Linked DNA regions of Sus scrofa: all the other regions are linked to region 1. A link is a contact called in public HiChIP or PLAC-seq data. All regions are on one chromosome and are shown on one strand. Each heading gives the region's core, a stretch centred on a gene start, on an enhancer-like site or on the middle of the called end of the contact. The rest is flanking DNA. Distances are from core to core; before and after follow the strand shown. Region 1 holds the start of TOB1 (transducer of ERBB2, 1). Region 2 has its middle 41 kb from the start of WFIKKN2. Region 3 has its middle 87 kb from the start of TOB1.

The links. HiChIP or PLAC-seq counts read pairs in DNA pulled down with a chosen protein or histone mark.
Region 2: an H3K27ac HiChIP or PLAC-seq map of skeletal muscle shows a contact between it and region 1. The contact joins the enhancer-like site here to the promoter of TOB1 in region 1. A contact is called at or near these places in 7 of 47 Hi-C or Micro-C datasets (embryonic fibroblasts, epiblast stem cells, fetal skeletal muscle and 2 more) and 2 of 2 datasets of contacts at active chromatin or transcription factors (alveolar macrophages and skeletal muscle).
Region 3: a contact with region 1 is called in an H3K27ac HiChIP or PLAC-seq map of skeletal muscle. The contact joins the enhancer-like site here to the promoter of TOB1 in region 1. A contact is called at or near these places in 1 of 5 promoter capture datasets (liver), 23 of 47 Hi-C or Micro-C datasets (alveolar macrophages, brain, embryonic fibroblasts and 11 more) and 2 of 2 datasets of contacts at active chromatin or transcription factors (alveolar macrophages and skeletal muscle).

The regions. Positions count from the first base shown.
Region 1 is chr12:27,118,280-27,123,112 of Sscrofa11.1, forward strand. TOB1 (transducer of ERBB2, 1) reads right to left here and starts at 1,627. Exons shown (of 12, transcript NM_001123205.1): 1 at 1,371-1,627.
Region 2 is chr12:27,050,302-27,054,547 of Sscrofa11.1, forward strand. No RefSeq gene overlaps it. Among named protein-coding and RNA genes, the nearest start is that of WFIKKN2, 41 kb to the right of the region's middle. Within about 2 kb of position 2,955, at least 54 of the 83 cell types and tissues checked have an H3K27ac peak or open chromatin away from gene starts, as enhancers often do. A contact at or near this core is called in alveolar macrophages, embryonic fibroblasts, epiblast stem cells and 2 more, where this site is marked.
Region 3 is chr12:27,204,729-27,209,052 of Sscrofa11.1, forward strand. No RefSeq gene overlaps it. Among named protein-coding and RNA genes, the nearest start is that of TOB1, 87 kb to the left of the region's middle. Within about 2 kb of position 1,328, at least 51 of the 83 cell types and tissues checked have an H3K27ac peak or open chromatin away from gene starts, as enhancers often do. A contact at or near this core is called in alveolar macrophages, embryonic fibroblasts, epiblast stem cells and 8 more, where this site is marked.

The DNA of each region.
Region 1 (4,833 bases), core at 377-2,876:
GTCAGGGAAATTATTTTAATTTCCAAAGCTCATGATACTAAAGTTAAGGGTACGAAATACTAAATGAATTGCCATCCTAGTGGATGATAATCATGAACCAAATTATCCTACACAGTTGCTGTTTTAAATATACTAAGTGCTCAAAATGAAATAATCGAGCTTCTCTGTGCTTTTCTTTTCAACGTGTATTTTTCTAAATTTGAAAATACCTCGTGGGCATCAAGCCTAACAAAAGAAACAATGAATTTCAAAAATTTATTGATTATTCTGCTGAAAGGGCAGAGTTTCTGAGTTTTACTCTGATTTTTAAAATCACCTCCATCCCTCGTGATAAGAAAACAGCCGGACAGGCGGGTACGATAAGGTCGACCTTTAAACGTTTGCTGGATCAGCACTGGGTGGGGATAAGGAAAGATCAAGGGCAAACAGAAGATATTTGCAAAGGAGGGATCTGAGGTTGATCTAAAAGGACATTTAAAAATCAAGTTGATAATTCATCTGTTTCATTTTTCCATACTCGTAGTGACAAAGGAGAAAGAGTCCCCGGCTGCCCTAAACTACAAACACTCTCCAAGCCAAAAGCCCTGAGTGCTGGCAAAGGCAGCCGATTAGGCCAAATTGCTTGAAGGTGCAGCCGAGCGAAATTCAGGCTCGGCAGAAGGTAGTTTCAAAGCAACGCCTTAAGACAGGAGCGTGAAGAATTACATAAACAGCCAGTTGGGTCTCATTAGATTTCTGCTCACAGCCCTCGGAGCCCAAGCGCTACAGCGGCAGCAGCCAAGAGGAGGAGGAAGAGAGTACAAGTCTCCTCCTCCAAGGAGGAGGAGGAGGAGGAAGGCCACGAGAGATGGAAACGCGACCATTTGGGGCCAGGGGCCCGGACACCCGGCGGGTCGCCGCGCCGGCTGCACCGGGTCAGCCGCTCCCTCCCCCCGCCCCAGCCGTAACCCGACCCGCCGCTCCCTGCCCCCGCCTCAAGGCTCCTGGGACCCGGCCAGAGCCTGGGGAGCGCTGGTTCCCTGGCACCATTTTCGGGCCGGCCAGCCACCCGCCCCGCGGAGCCCAGCGTTCCCTTCGCGTTCGCTGCTGCTCCTGGGCACCCCAACCCCCGATTCCCATCAGCTCGCCCCGGGCCGCCCTTCCCCGGTCACCCGGCCCCGCCGAGCCCAAAGCGCCGGCCAGCCCCGCCTCCAGCTCCCGGGCGCACCCGGGCCCCTCGGAGCTACCTCGGGTCGGGTGTTGAGAGCCGCTCCCCTCCACGCCCGGGCCGCGACGCCGCCGTCCCGAGCCCCCAAGGGCCCGCGGCTCGACGCTGCTGCAGCCCCTCCTCCTCCTCCTCCTGCCCCCGCCCGCCGCCCCTCGATACTTACGGGCTGCTTCCACCACAGACCCAGCGGCTGGGCGGAGGAGAAGGGAGGGTCGGCGGCAGCGAGCTGGCTGGGCCTAGTGCACGCCGACGCTGCCGGGAGGAGGTTGCGGAGGACGAGAGCCTCAGGAGTTCGCCCCTTCTGGCTCGGGTTGGCGAGGACGGGGTCAGGTGAGCGCGCCCACTTCTCCACACAGCCCGGTGCCCGGCCCAGCGTCCCCGTACAGCGCCCACTCCGCGCCGGGCCAGAGCTTTGCTCCTTCTGCCGCGGCGCGCGCCCCGCCTCTCGTTTTATAGTCTCCTCCCCGCCCCCCCATCCCCTCCCGTAGGGGTGCGCGCGCCCGCTCCGCGTCACACAGCTCCGGGCGGCGTCACCATTCCCTATCCTCCCACCCGGCACCCGAGACCCTCACCGGCTGGCTCCGCCCCTGCCCTGCCCCCGGACGCCATTGGCCAAGTCCCTCCTGCCCATGTCCCAAACCGAGGCGGTGGGCCGGGCGGGCAGGCCACACCCCTCGGGCTCCAGGATGGCCAATGAACCGACTATCTGGAGTCACTGTGGGCGGGATTAAGAAAAATTGGAAAGGGATTGGGGGAGAGACGTGCCAGTGAAGGCGACAGAGGTGGTTTGGGGCGGCTGACTCTGCGTCTAGGCCGAGAGCACCGGGGAGGAGGGGGGAGGGGAACGGAGCTGGAGGCGAAGCGGCTGGGGAGAACTGTGGCGAGCTGTCGATCTCGAGAGGGAGGGGAGGATTTACAAAGCATGCTCCACCCGAGTGGGATTGTGGTCGAGGAAAATCCCATTCGTGGACGAGCTACCACGTCGGCCTCCAGTGCACCCAAGAGAGCTTAGAAAAAGGGCGAACTGTGACAAGGACTCGTGCACTCGGTTAATTAAATCACCGCAAGGGCCTAGGCCAACTGCCGTCCAGAGAGGGGCAACTGCAGAATCCAAAGCTGCTGTGCCAGGCTGGGGGTGGGGAAGGGAAGACCACCCGGCCACACCTCCCGCCCCGGTGACAGTTTAACTGCCTCCGCTTCCCACATCAGACCTCCCCGTGCAACCCGGCAGCAACTCGGACGTGGGGGTGTCTTGAGAGTATAAGAAGAATCACATTTTATTCCGAATGTCCCAGTCCAGCCCTCCATGCCAAGTTGCGTACGTATCTAAGTGTATATGTGCATGCGTGTATTTCAAGTGCCTGTTTTAACATGAATACACATAATAAACACAGTGCCTTCCTATATTGTACGTTTAAGATAAAATTATCTTAGTTAAAATATGGGTGAAAAAATAGGGAGCAGGGAAAGACAGGGACTCAAAAGGGGCGGGCAAACGCTTCTTTTTCACAACCTGCAGCAGAGAATTACCCCAAGTTAACACTGGGAGTGGAACCAGGCGTCTCTTACGGCTAAAAATATTACTCACAGGTAGCAACGACGCCTCATTGGCCAGACTTCTCCCCTAGCAACCAGGCGATTGGCCGTCTGGTATCCAGGAGACCGACGTCAAACTCGCACTGGGAAAAGGAGCGAGAAGGTCTAAGGGGAGAGAAGGGTAGGAGGGGGAGAAAGAGGAGCAATGAATGAAACGCCCATTGCCCGGCCTTCCCCTCTCCGCTTTCTTCAGCCCTCAAGGAGTGCTTCCTGGAAAAACACCAATTGGGGCGCCGCCTTCCTCTCAAAACCGAGGGGTTTGCACTCTCTACCTGCTACGTGGAAGTTAAACCACAATCCACCGAGGAGTGGAGTGTTTGCGAAGCTGGCTGTGCAGACCAGCCGTGCTCCTGCGGCACAAACCCGCTTTATGGACGCAAAAAAAAAAAAAAAAAAAATTATAGTTTTTTTTCCTCCAACTTGATTCTCTTGCCTTCCTTTCCTCCTCTATTTGAAGGATAGAATTGAAAAAGAGTGTTTCCAAAGACCCAAAGTGTGTGAGGGGGGAGGGAAAGTGGGTTTGTGAAATAGGCTGAGGGTGGGAGTGGTCGGGTGACCGAGTTTTTCGTTTATTGTACTGATTCCTAAAATTCAGGTATTGTTTTTAAAGAGCATAGAAGTTTTTACTCAATGATTCTTTAAGTTCTGTTTTTTTACTATTTGGGTTTTTCAGTTGTAAACAAGGACGAGTAAGATTTGGTTGTGAAAGTATGTAGGCATTTTAAAGTAAAACGCCCCTTGCGCTGCGTTAATATAATATAATATAATATAATATATAATATAATATAAACCAATTTATATTATTCGTTCAGTGTCTTCTTTTTGCTCATTTGTGTTTTTTTTCAGTAATGAACATTAATTCCATTTAGTTTTTTTATTTTATTTTTAAATTTTATAATTAGTTAAGCATAGAAATTGCAAGAATATAGGATGTTTGGGGAATGGTTTACCCAGAGAAACACTTGCTTTTCGTGTTCTCTAGAACATAATTTCTTTTACCATTAGGGAAATAATATCACTGTACCAAACATCCAGAATTGCAGGATCATGAATCGGGGCCATGTGTCTTAATTTGTAATTTGGAAAATATTTCTCTGTAATTATAGGAGCATATTATGCTTGGTTGAGATTAATCCATCTACCTAAGGATAGATGAACTGTAATTTTGTCAAGCTTGTCTATACTTTTCAAGAACTCTGTAAAGGGAAGGCACAGATTCTCTTTACTGAACTGCCCAGGTTTAAAACTTGAGAGCAGCATCTGATAAGTGTTGATTAAATATCAATAGCATGGTTCATGGACATGGAAGGCAGACCTGTGTTTGCCAGGGGGGAGGTGGGGGCTTACAAGGAGTTTAGGGTTAGTAGATGCAGACTGTTATATTTAGAAGGAATGGGTGATGGGGTCCTGCTGTACTGCACAGGGAACTGTATCCAGTCCCTTGGGTAAGAACCTGATGGAAAAATGAAAAAAATAAAGGGTGTGTATGGGTGGCCAGGTCACTTGGCTGTACATCAGAAATTGAAGAAACATTGTAAATCAACTATACTTTAATAAACATTTTTTAAAAATAAAAAAATAGGAGTTCTCATCATGGCTCAGCAGAAACGAATCTGACTAGTATCCATGAGGACACAGGCTCCATCTCTGGCCTCGCTCAGTGGGTTAAGGATCTGGTGTTGCTGTGAGTTGAGGTGTAGGCCAGCATCTACAGCTCTGATTTGACCCCTAGCCTGGGAACTTACATATGCCATGGATGTGGCCCTAAAAAGACTAAATAAATAATAAATATCAGTAGCAGTACATAGAATTTTTAAATAAAAAATTTAAGGATGATACTTAGTCTTTTTTTTTTTTTTTTTTTTTGCTTTTTAGGGCCACACCTGAGGCATGTGGAAGCTCCCAGGCTAGGGGTCCAATCGGAGCTATAGCTGCTGGCTTATGCCACAGCCATAGCAACTTGAGATCTGAGCTGTATCTGCGACCTACATCACAGCTCATGGCAACGCCGGATTCTTAACCCACTGAGC
Region 2 (4,246 bases), core at 1,705-4,204, 67 kb before region 1:
AGTGGGTTAAGGATCTGGCGTTGCCGTGAGCTGTGTTGTAGATCGCAGATGCGACTTGGATCCCGAGTTGCTGTGGCTGTGGTGTAGGTTGGCAGCTGTAGCTCCAATTTGACCCCTAGCCTGGGAACCTCCATATGTCGTGGGAGTGGACCCAGAAAAGGCCAAAAAAAAAAAAAAAAAAAAGAAAGAAAGAAAAAAAAGGGAACCCTGTTACATTGTTAGTAGGATTGTAAAATGGTGCAGGCACTTTGGAGAACTGTTTGGCAGTTCTTCAAAATGTTGAACATAGTTATGCTATGACCTGGCAATTGTAGTCCTATATACATTCAAGAGAAATGCCGCGGGTATGGCCCTAAACAGCAAAAAACAAACAAACAAAAAACCCAAAATAAAAAAAAACCATAGGTCTCTCTGTCTGTTTCTAAAGTATACACCATTGTTTTCAGCGTGTATCTTGTAAGCATACATATGGTCAGTGCTCAGCCAATGTTCCTTCCTTCCTCCACTCTGTCCTCACATAATGCCCTTCCTCAGACCATGCCTCCCTGGAGCGGCCACTGCTGTCACAGGGCTGAGCTTTAGATCCCACTGAACGCCCTTAGTCCTCGCTCAGCCGGGTCTCAGAGCTTGGCTGGCCCTCCCCTCTCCTCTCCTCCAGGGCCATTTGTGGGACAGGTTGGAGCCACCGAGTTGCCATTCCCCTCACGTCCACCAGAGGCCGCCCCACGCCTGCCTGAGTTTCCCCCGAGAGCTTGTCTTTTAATTAATCTCGTCCCTCCCAGTCCTTCCATCTCTTCCAACACCACCTTCGGGTTTAAAGCCCCAGTCAGCATTCGGGGTTCCCCAAAGAGCCCATCCTAGCAGTCATTGTGATTTAAGCTGTCCTGTTGGAAATCAGCACAATGCAATCAATAGCTCAGTGTTGAAGTGTCCTTATCTGTAAAATGGGAATAATTTCCCACCTCTCTCAGAAATAATGTGTATAGTGTTTAGCGTGGAGCTTGACACACAGTACGTACGAATAAAAGCAAATCATTTTAGGAGTTCCCGCTATGGCACAGTGGGTTCAGAATTCAACTGCAGCAGCTTGGGTTGCTGCAGAGGTGGGGGTTCGATCCCTGGCCCAGCGCAGTGGGTTAAAGGATGTGGCATTGCCACAGCTGTGGCTTGGATTCATTCCCTGGCCTGGGAACTTCCATATGCCATGGGTGTGGACATAAAAGGAAAAAGAAAGTCATTCTACTGAGGCTTCAATGTCCTACTCAAGTCTATTGCATAGCTCTCCCAAAAGCTCTCCAGGCGTCTATCCTTTGCTCTCTTGGGCAAGGACTCTGGAGGGATTCCTTGGGTTGGGACCCCTCTGTAGCCAGTTCAAGCTTCCAAGTCCACACAGTCAGAGGTGTGAACGTTTTTATTTTCCATCACTGACTTTAATTTTCATCTCAGTTTTCCACATTGCATGGTGTGGAAGCATTTCCTCAAAGAGTTGAGGGTTTCTTCAAGTCAATTCTGTTTCTGCCTCCCTTTCTCTCTGGGCTTCCAGCTAGTGCTGTCAGTAGGGAGATGGCTTCTGATCTTGGTCACTCATTTTCTCTGCTGGCATCTGTGAAGGTGGCCCCACTGGCCATCATCTGACACACACCTGCCAGCATTCACCACACCTGCCTGCTGGTGCCCACACCTGCCAGCATTCACCAAGAAGGCCCTGGTCCATCCAGCCTCTTTTGTCACTGTGTCACTCTTTTTTTCTTTTTTCTTTTCCTAGGGCTGCACTTGCGGCATATGGAGGTCCCCAGGCTAGGGGTCTAATCGGAGCTGTAGCTGCCGGCCTACACCACAGCCATAACAAAGCCACATCCGAGCCGTGTCTGTGACCTACACCACAGCTCACAGCAACGCTGGATCCCCAGTCCCCTGAGTGAGGCCAGGGATCAAATCTGCAATCTCATGGTTCCTAGTTGGATTTGTTTCCACTGTGCCACGATGGGAACTCCTGTCATCGAGTCATTTGTAACCCTCAGCCTCTTCTGGCCCCAGGACCTTCTCCCAGCCACTTCTGTGGGAAACGTGGGAGAGGGGGCTGTCTCCGTCACTCTCTGGCCAGACAAGCCACACCATCAGGTCTCTACATGGAAATGTGTGTGGGGTGCCCTGAGAGGGTTTATCGTCATGCCCTCACCCAGGGAGCCAGCCCCCTCCCTTCCTCCCTGAGTTCTGTGTGGGAAGAAAGTGCTCTTTCATGGGATTTTTATGGAGGCAAGGGCCTCAGTATTTGAGCTTTAGCTCCTTTTGCTTCTCTCTGCTTCTTTTGGAACAGAGCTACCCGGGGGACACCCTCGCTGCCATCTGCACTGGCGCAGGCTGGTATGACATACTAGGAAAGAAGCCTGGATGATGTTTCCAAGTAGCAGCCAGCCACACCTTTACCCTTTTGGGCTGGGTTCTGTGAGCACAGGCTGACGCACAGGCCGCAGCACTCCAGGCGTGTTCCGTGCTCTGGGTGGTGTTTAGGGTGGAGCCAAGGCTGAGGGCTGACCGAGGGTTTCTGAGGGTGGTTACTCAGCCCCTTTGGCTAGGAGACAAGCCAGCATTCCTGGGGGCAAAGAACAGGAACAACTCTAGTTACCTACAGCCTGAAAGGAATGTTCCGGAAGGATGATGGGTGGCTATAGCATCACAAACTAGGCTGGAGAACCGGGCTTATCAATTGGGCAGGAACCCGGAAGGCTGGGAGGTAGAACAAAGCCGAACAAGTGAGGATGGGCCGGCCGCTGACATCGCGGTCACCACTGCCCCTGGGTGCTGGTTTCTGGGCCCCCAACATCGGAGGAGAAACACCTGCATGGTCCCAGCTTCTCTGTGACCTTCAGTCAATGCCCAGTCCTAGGTAGCTGGATGTGCTCAGGCTGAGCAGCCAAGCTCTCTCTGCAGGGATCTGGGAGAGGGAGTTTGGCCCCACTGGGCTTCCATAGGGGAACCCTGCCTCCTGCCCGTCTAGGGATCTGCCCTCCCAACCCTGGGTCTGGATGCTAAGCAACCAAAAACAACAAACGCCATACATCTCTTTTCTTTCCCCAGTTGTGCGTTTGCCAAGAGGCAGTTTCCAACCTGCCTCACATAGGCCGTCTGATACCCGGAGTGCTGCTGGTTTCCACCCCTCGGAGAGCTTGCCAAATATGGTTAAGTCATGTAAACAGACTAAGTGCTTCTAGATTGTTCTTACCCGGGGCTTCTTACTGTGGCTAGCGTAGTGGCTAACATTTGTTGAACCACGTCCCAGGCACTGAGCTAAGTGCTTTATGTTAATGATTTCATGGGATCTCAGTTACTGCCATCCTTCCGAGGGGGAAGGTTTAGTAGATTTCCTACATCCGCATGGGTTTAAACAGGAGGAATCAAGGCGTGAATGCAGGCAGCTTGTCTCTGGAGCTTGGCTAAGAAAGGGCCCTGCTTTCCATAATCCAGCAGAGACAGGCATTAACCCAGAGAACACAGGATTACAATGAGCCCCGGAAAGGGGGAGACAGGGCAGGGGGGGAGGAGAAAGAGCCTCCCAGCCCATCATCCAGGGGTGGGTGGGGTCCCCAAAAGGTCTCTATGAAGGGCTTTTCAGCTGTGACCCAGTGACAAGGGTTCCCAGGCAAAGCCAGTGAAAAGTGGTGACAGCAAGTGGCAACGGCTTGAGGCAGGGGAGAAATGCATGTGTTTGAGGAATGAAAAAGGGGCTAGTACAGCGGCAGGGAGAGGGCGGGCGGGGGGGCCCTCCGGGCAGCACGCCAAGGCCTCAGGCGGGGTCTCATTGCTGTCTTCGGCTCAGAACTCCTTCCTGCTCTCATGGGCTCACCCCCACCTCCGTCCTTATGCAAATCCTCCAGCTCTAAGCACCCCCCACACCCTCCCGCTCAGAATCCCACCTCATCTCCCCTGCTCTGCGGTGGCCGCCCCTGGTCTCTTTACCGCCACGTCCCCCAGCCCTCATCTCCCTGCTTCTGCCACATGCCTGTATCTTTTCTCACCAGCAGTACAACGATCACACCCGCCTCCGCTCATTTCACATAGAGGAAAGGCCCCCCCTGTCTCACTGGGGTCTGCAAAGTCCTCGGTGCTCCTGTGGCCTCCCTGGGGACTGTCCCTCCCTCCCTGGGCTGCCCTGCCCTCTCTCGAGCACACCGGGCAAGGTCCTGCCTTCGGGCCTTGGCATTAGCTGTGCCCTCAGTCCAGCCCAGAATGTTCTCTACACACATAT
Region 3 (4,324 bases), core at 78-2,577, 86 kb after region 1:
CCAGAGGCAGGCCTGCATCATTTCCCAAAGCAAGACCAGATGATCCGCTGTCTTCATCCGGGGGCTGTGTGAAGGCTGCTCCCCACACTCCCCTCCTGCAAATATTGGGGTCTGGGTGGTGGGAAGATATAAAGACGCAAAAGTAACTGCCGCAGAGAGCTGGAGACAGGTGCCAGGAGGGGTCCCTCCTGCCCTTGGCACTGGGCCAGCAGAGGAGCAGAAGGAAGCAGCAACTCCTGGAATATAACCCATTGACCGGGCACCCAGTGCCAGCTGTTGCCAGGTTCTCATCTGCTTGTGGCAAAATGAGAAACATAAGGACATTGTGAGGTTTTCATGAAGCTGGACTCAGTCTGAAGGAATGTGCTCTTACCTGAGCTGTGAATTCTTGTCCGTGTGTGCTTGTCCGTGTGTTTAAAAGGACTTTTCTGAGTTCCCGTTGGCTTAGCGGAAACGAATCTGACTAGGAACCAGGAGGTTGTGGGTTTGATCCCTGGCCTTGCTCAGTGGGTTAAGGATCCGGCGTTGCCGTGAGCTGTGGTGTAGGCTCGAATCCCCAGTTGCTGTGGCTGTGGTGTAGGCTGGCAGCTGTAGCTCTGATTCGACCCCTAGCCTGGGAACCTCCATACGCCATGGGTGCAGCCCTAAAAAGAGAAAATAAAATAAAATAAGATAAAATAAAAGGACTTTTCCTTTGACATTTCCTCCTAATGTCCTTAACTCGGCAAAATGAAGAAACGGTGACCATGTCAGGCCCTATATTGTTTCTTTGGAAACGTTAGTGAGCTGAGAAATCCAAAGATGCTAGTTCCTGGGGGGACCTGGCGCAGAAGTTGTTTTTTAATTGAGGGGGGATATCGGAACAGCTGGAAAAACCCACGGAGAGAAGGGGTTGGGTGGGGTTCCTGCCCAGACTCAGCCCCACAGTCCCAGACCCCAGGCATCCCCAGGAAACCTGAGCAGAGGGAACATTTGAGTACAGGGAATTCTGAGAAAGGCCTCAGGGCCAGCGCTCCATGCCACACGCCCTCAGCCTCTTCTGTGACCCAGAGCCAGGCGCAAATGTTCCCTTAAACCTAACCTCCTGCCTTCCCCAGCCCCCACAAGGCTGGTTCTAAAATAGCCTAGGCCCTAGGAGGAGACGTCATGGGTCAGGCTGGCTGCCTGCCCCTCAAGAGGGCACGTTGGTAATGCCAAGGCCAAATATAGAGAGACACGGGACACCAATGGGGGACTCAGGGCCTGGGGAGCCGCGCCCTCTTCCAGGTGCCTACCCTTCCCCCACCTGTTCTGAGCTCTGCACCCCCTAAGCCTGGGCAGCCGGGAGGCACCGCTTGCTGGCCTGGCTGTGGCCCGGGGACATGTCCCAACAAGTCCTGAGCAAAGCTGGAGGTGGCCCAAGGGGGTGCCAGGCCTGGTCTGGGTGTGAGCTTGGGGACACCGCCTCCGTCTGGGGGTCTCTAGGTGCTTTTATAAGCGTCGCCTCCCACGGGCTGCCCCCTCGATCAGGAGGCTCAGGAGACAGGAGGAGCCTCCCAGGCGGAAGCACTCCTGCCCTCTTTTCTTCCCAGCTTCCCAAGGAGACCAAGGCCATAAAGCCGGGGGCGGGAGGCTGGGAAGAGGGCAAGCAGCCAGGCCAAACCCCAATAAACTGCTGGTTCAATCGAACTGCAAATAATCAGGCCTGATCACCAAGGTTACCTCCGCCCTCCACTCCCGGGAATTAAAAGTCAAAGGGCAGAGCTGCTGACGCAAATGTCAGGGGAGACAGGAGGTTTGGAACAGCTGGGATCCTGCTCCCTGGCTCCGCCGCCCCAGAGCCTTGAACACGGCATCCCCCAGGCCAGGCCCCCAGAGCCCGGTGTGCACTCGGGGAAGGGGGCTGCGCTGCCTCTCCTTCCTGGTTCCAAGGTCAACGGTATCTGATTGGAGGTTAATGAGAAATTCCCGAGACGTGGCGTGGCTGATGCCTGGGGGACGGGGAGAAGCAGCAGCTCAGCGTCTCATAAGCCTCTCTCCTCCCACCCCTAAACAGAAGGAAGAAGCCTCCATCCTCCCTGTGGGGGCTGGGGGGGCTGGCTCCCTGAAACTCTCTGTGTGCCCCCCAAGTCCACCCTATGGTGGGCACGCCCTGGGCAGCTGCGCTGTGTTGGGTGCACCAGTGGTGACCCCCAGTGGCCAGTGTGGGACTTAAACTTGGGCGACTGCAGACCCAACACTGAACCTCAGCCCAGGGCAATGGCTGGGAAATGTGAGCTGTGCAAGATTTAGGAATTTGATTTTGTTTTTTTTTTTTTTTTTTTTTTTTTTTTTTTTTTTTTGTCTTTTTGTCTTTTGTTGTTGTTGCTATTTTTGGCCCTCCCGGCATATGGAGTTCCAGGCTAGGGTTCAATCGGAGCTGTAGCCACCAGCCCACGCCAAGCCACAGCAACGCAGGATCGAGCCGCGTCTGCAACCTACACCACAGCTCACGCAACGCCGGATCGTACCCACTGAGCAAGGCAGGACCGAACCCGCAACCTCATGGTTCCTAGTCGATTCGTTAACCACTGCGCCACGACGGGAACTCCGGGAATTTGATTTTGGATAACAGGGCTGTTGGCATTTGGAGGTATTTTGGGATGTGCTGATTTTTCCTAATTGAACTGTGGCTGGATCTCAGCCTAAAGGTCCTACTGTTGGCAAATCGGCTTCAACGTGTCCAAGAATGCACTCCTGTTAGCCCTGCTCCTCCTCCTGACTTCCCCGTTTCTATTAATAGCACTGCCACCCTTCCAAGCCTTCAGGCTCCCAACCGTGGAGTGGAGTCATCGTCCATCTCTTCCTGCCCTGGGCTGGGTGCCTGGTCCTGCCCCTCCTTGCTCTGCCGGCCACTCTTAAAGCCCCCTCATGGCCTCTGCCCCAGTGAGTCTAGTCAGCCGGCCTCTCGCCTTGAGCTACTGCCAGTGTCAACAATGCTGCTGGGTCAGACGTGCGGATGTGACCAGACCTCCACTTACTTGGTGTGTGACCTTGGGCAAGGCACTTGCCTTCTCAGTGCTCAGCTTCCTCAGCTGTAAAATGCGGATAATAATTACGGTTCCCATTCATGGAGCATTGCAGGAATTAATGCAGATTTGGGTAGTTCCCATTCTGGCTCAGTGGAACGAATCTGACTCGCATCCATGAGGACACAGGTTTGATCCCTGGCCTCGCTGCTCAGTGGGTTAAGGATCTGGCGTTGCCGTGAGCTGTGGTGTAGGTTGCAGATGCGGCTCAGATTCCGAGCTGCTGTGACTCTGGTGCAGGCCAGTGGCTGCTGCTCTGATTTGACCCCTAGCCTGGGACTCGCCATATGCCATGGGTGTGGCCCTAAAAAGATTAAAAAAAAAGCGTATGAATTATTAGAGATCATCTATCCAGCCCAACTCCTCCAGTTTAAACAAGTAAATTCACTGCTCATTTCAGTAGCACATATACTAAAAAATTGGAGTGATACAGAGAATGGCGTGGCCCCTGGGCAAGGATGATGTGCAAATTCGTGATGCATTCCATATCAAAAACAAAACAAAAAGTAAAGAGAGGCCCAGGGAGTTCCCTTCGTGACTCAGAGGTTAACAAATCCAACTAGGATCCATGAGGATGCAGGTTTGATCTTTGGTCTTGCTCAGTGGGCTAAGGATCCTGCGTTGCCCTGAGCTGTGGTGTAGGTCGCAGATGCTGCTCGGATCCTGAGATCCTGTGGCTGTGGTGTAGGCTGGCAGCTGTAGCTCCAATTTGACCCTTAGCCTGGGAACTTCCATATGCCGTGGGTGCGGCCCTAAAAAGCAAAAAAAAAAAAAGAGAGACAGAGAGAGGCCCTGAGGCTTCCCTCAGAGCTGCCTTGAAGGTTAAGGGAAGCAACACAAGTAAAGAACCCAGGACTGACTGGGCCTAGCACATGCTCCCTGTCTGTAAGGAGCCTTTCTTTGTCGAGGTCTTTTCTGGGCCTGGGAGACCCTTGCTGGTGGGCAGAAGTGAAGTGGGCACATATTCTGATCATCACATGAGAAGTGATTTTTTCTGAATTGACCTGGGTGTTTTCTGTCCCATCTGGCCTGAGGCGGAGTTTCTGGAACAAGCTGGTCCTCACTTGCTACCTCTTTCAACCTGGAGAAAGCGGCCTCTGGAAGGAGATGCCCACTGCCTCGGCAAGTGAGTTGTGTGGGCGAGGCACTCACCATTCTGCACCTCTCGGTCCTGGGTCTTGTCAGGTCTCCCCGTGATCCACACACCCAACCCTTTAGTTCAAATCTGTGAGTCCAGGAAAAAAAAAAAAAAAAAAAAATCACAAAAAACAAAAAAC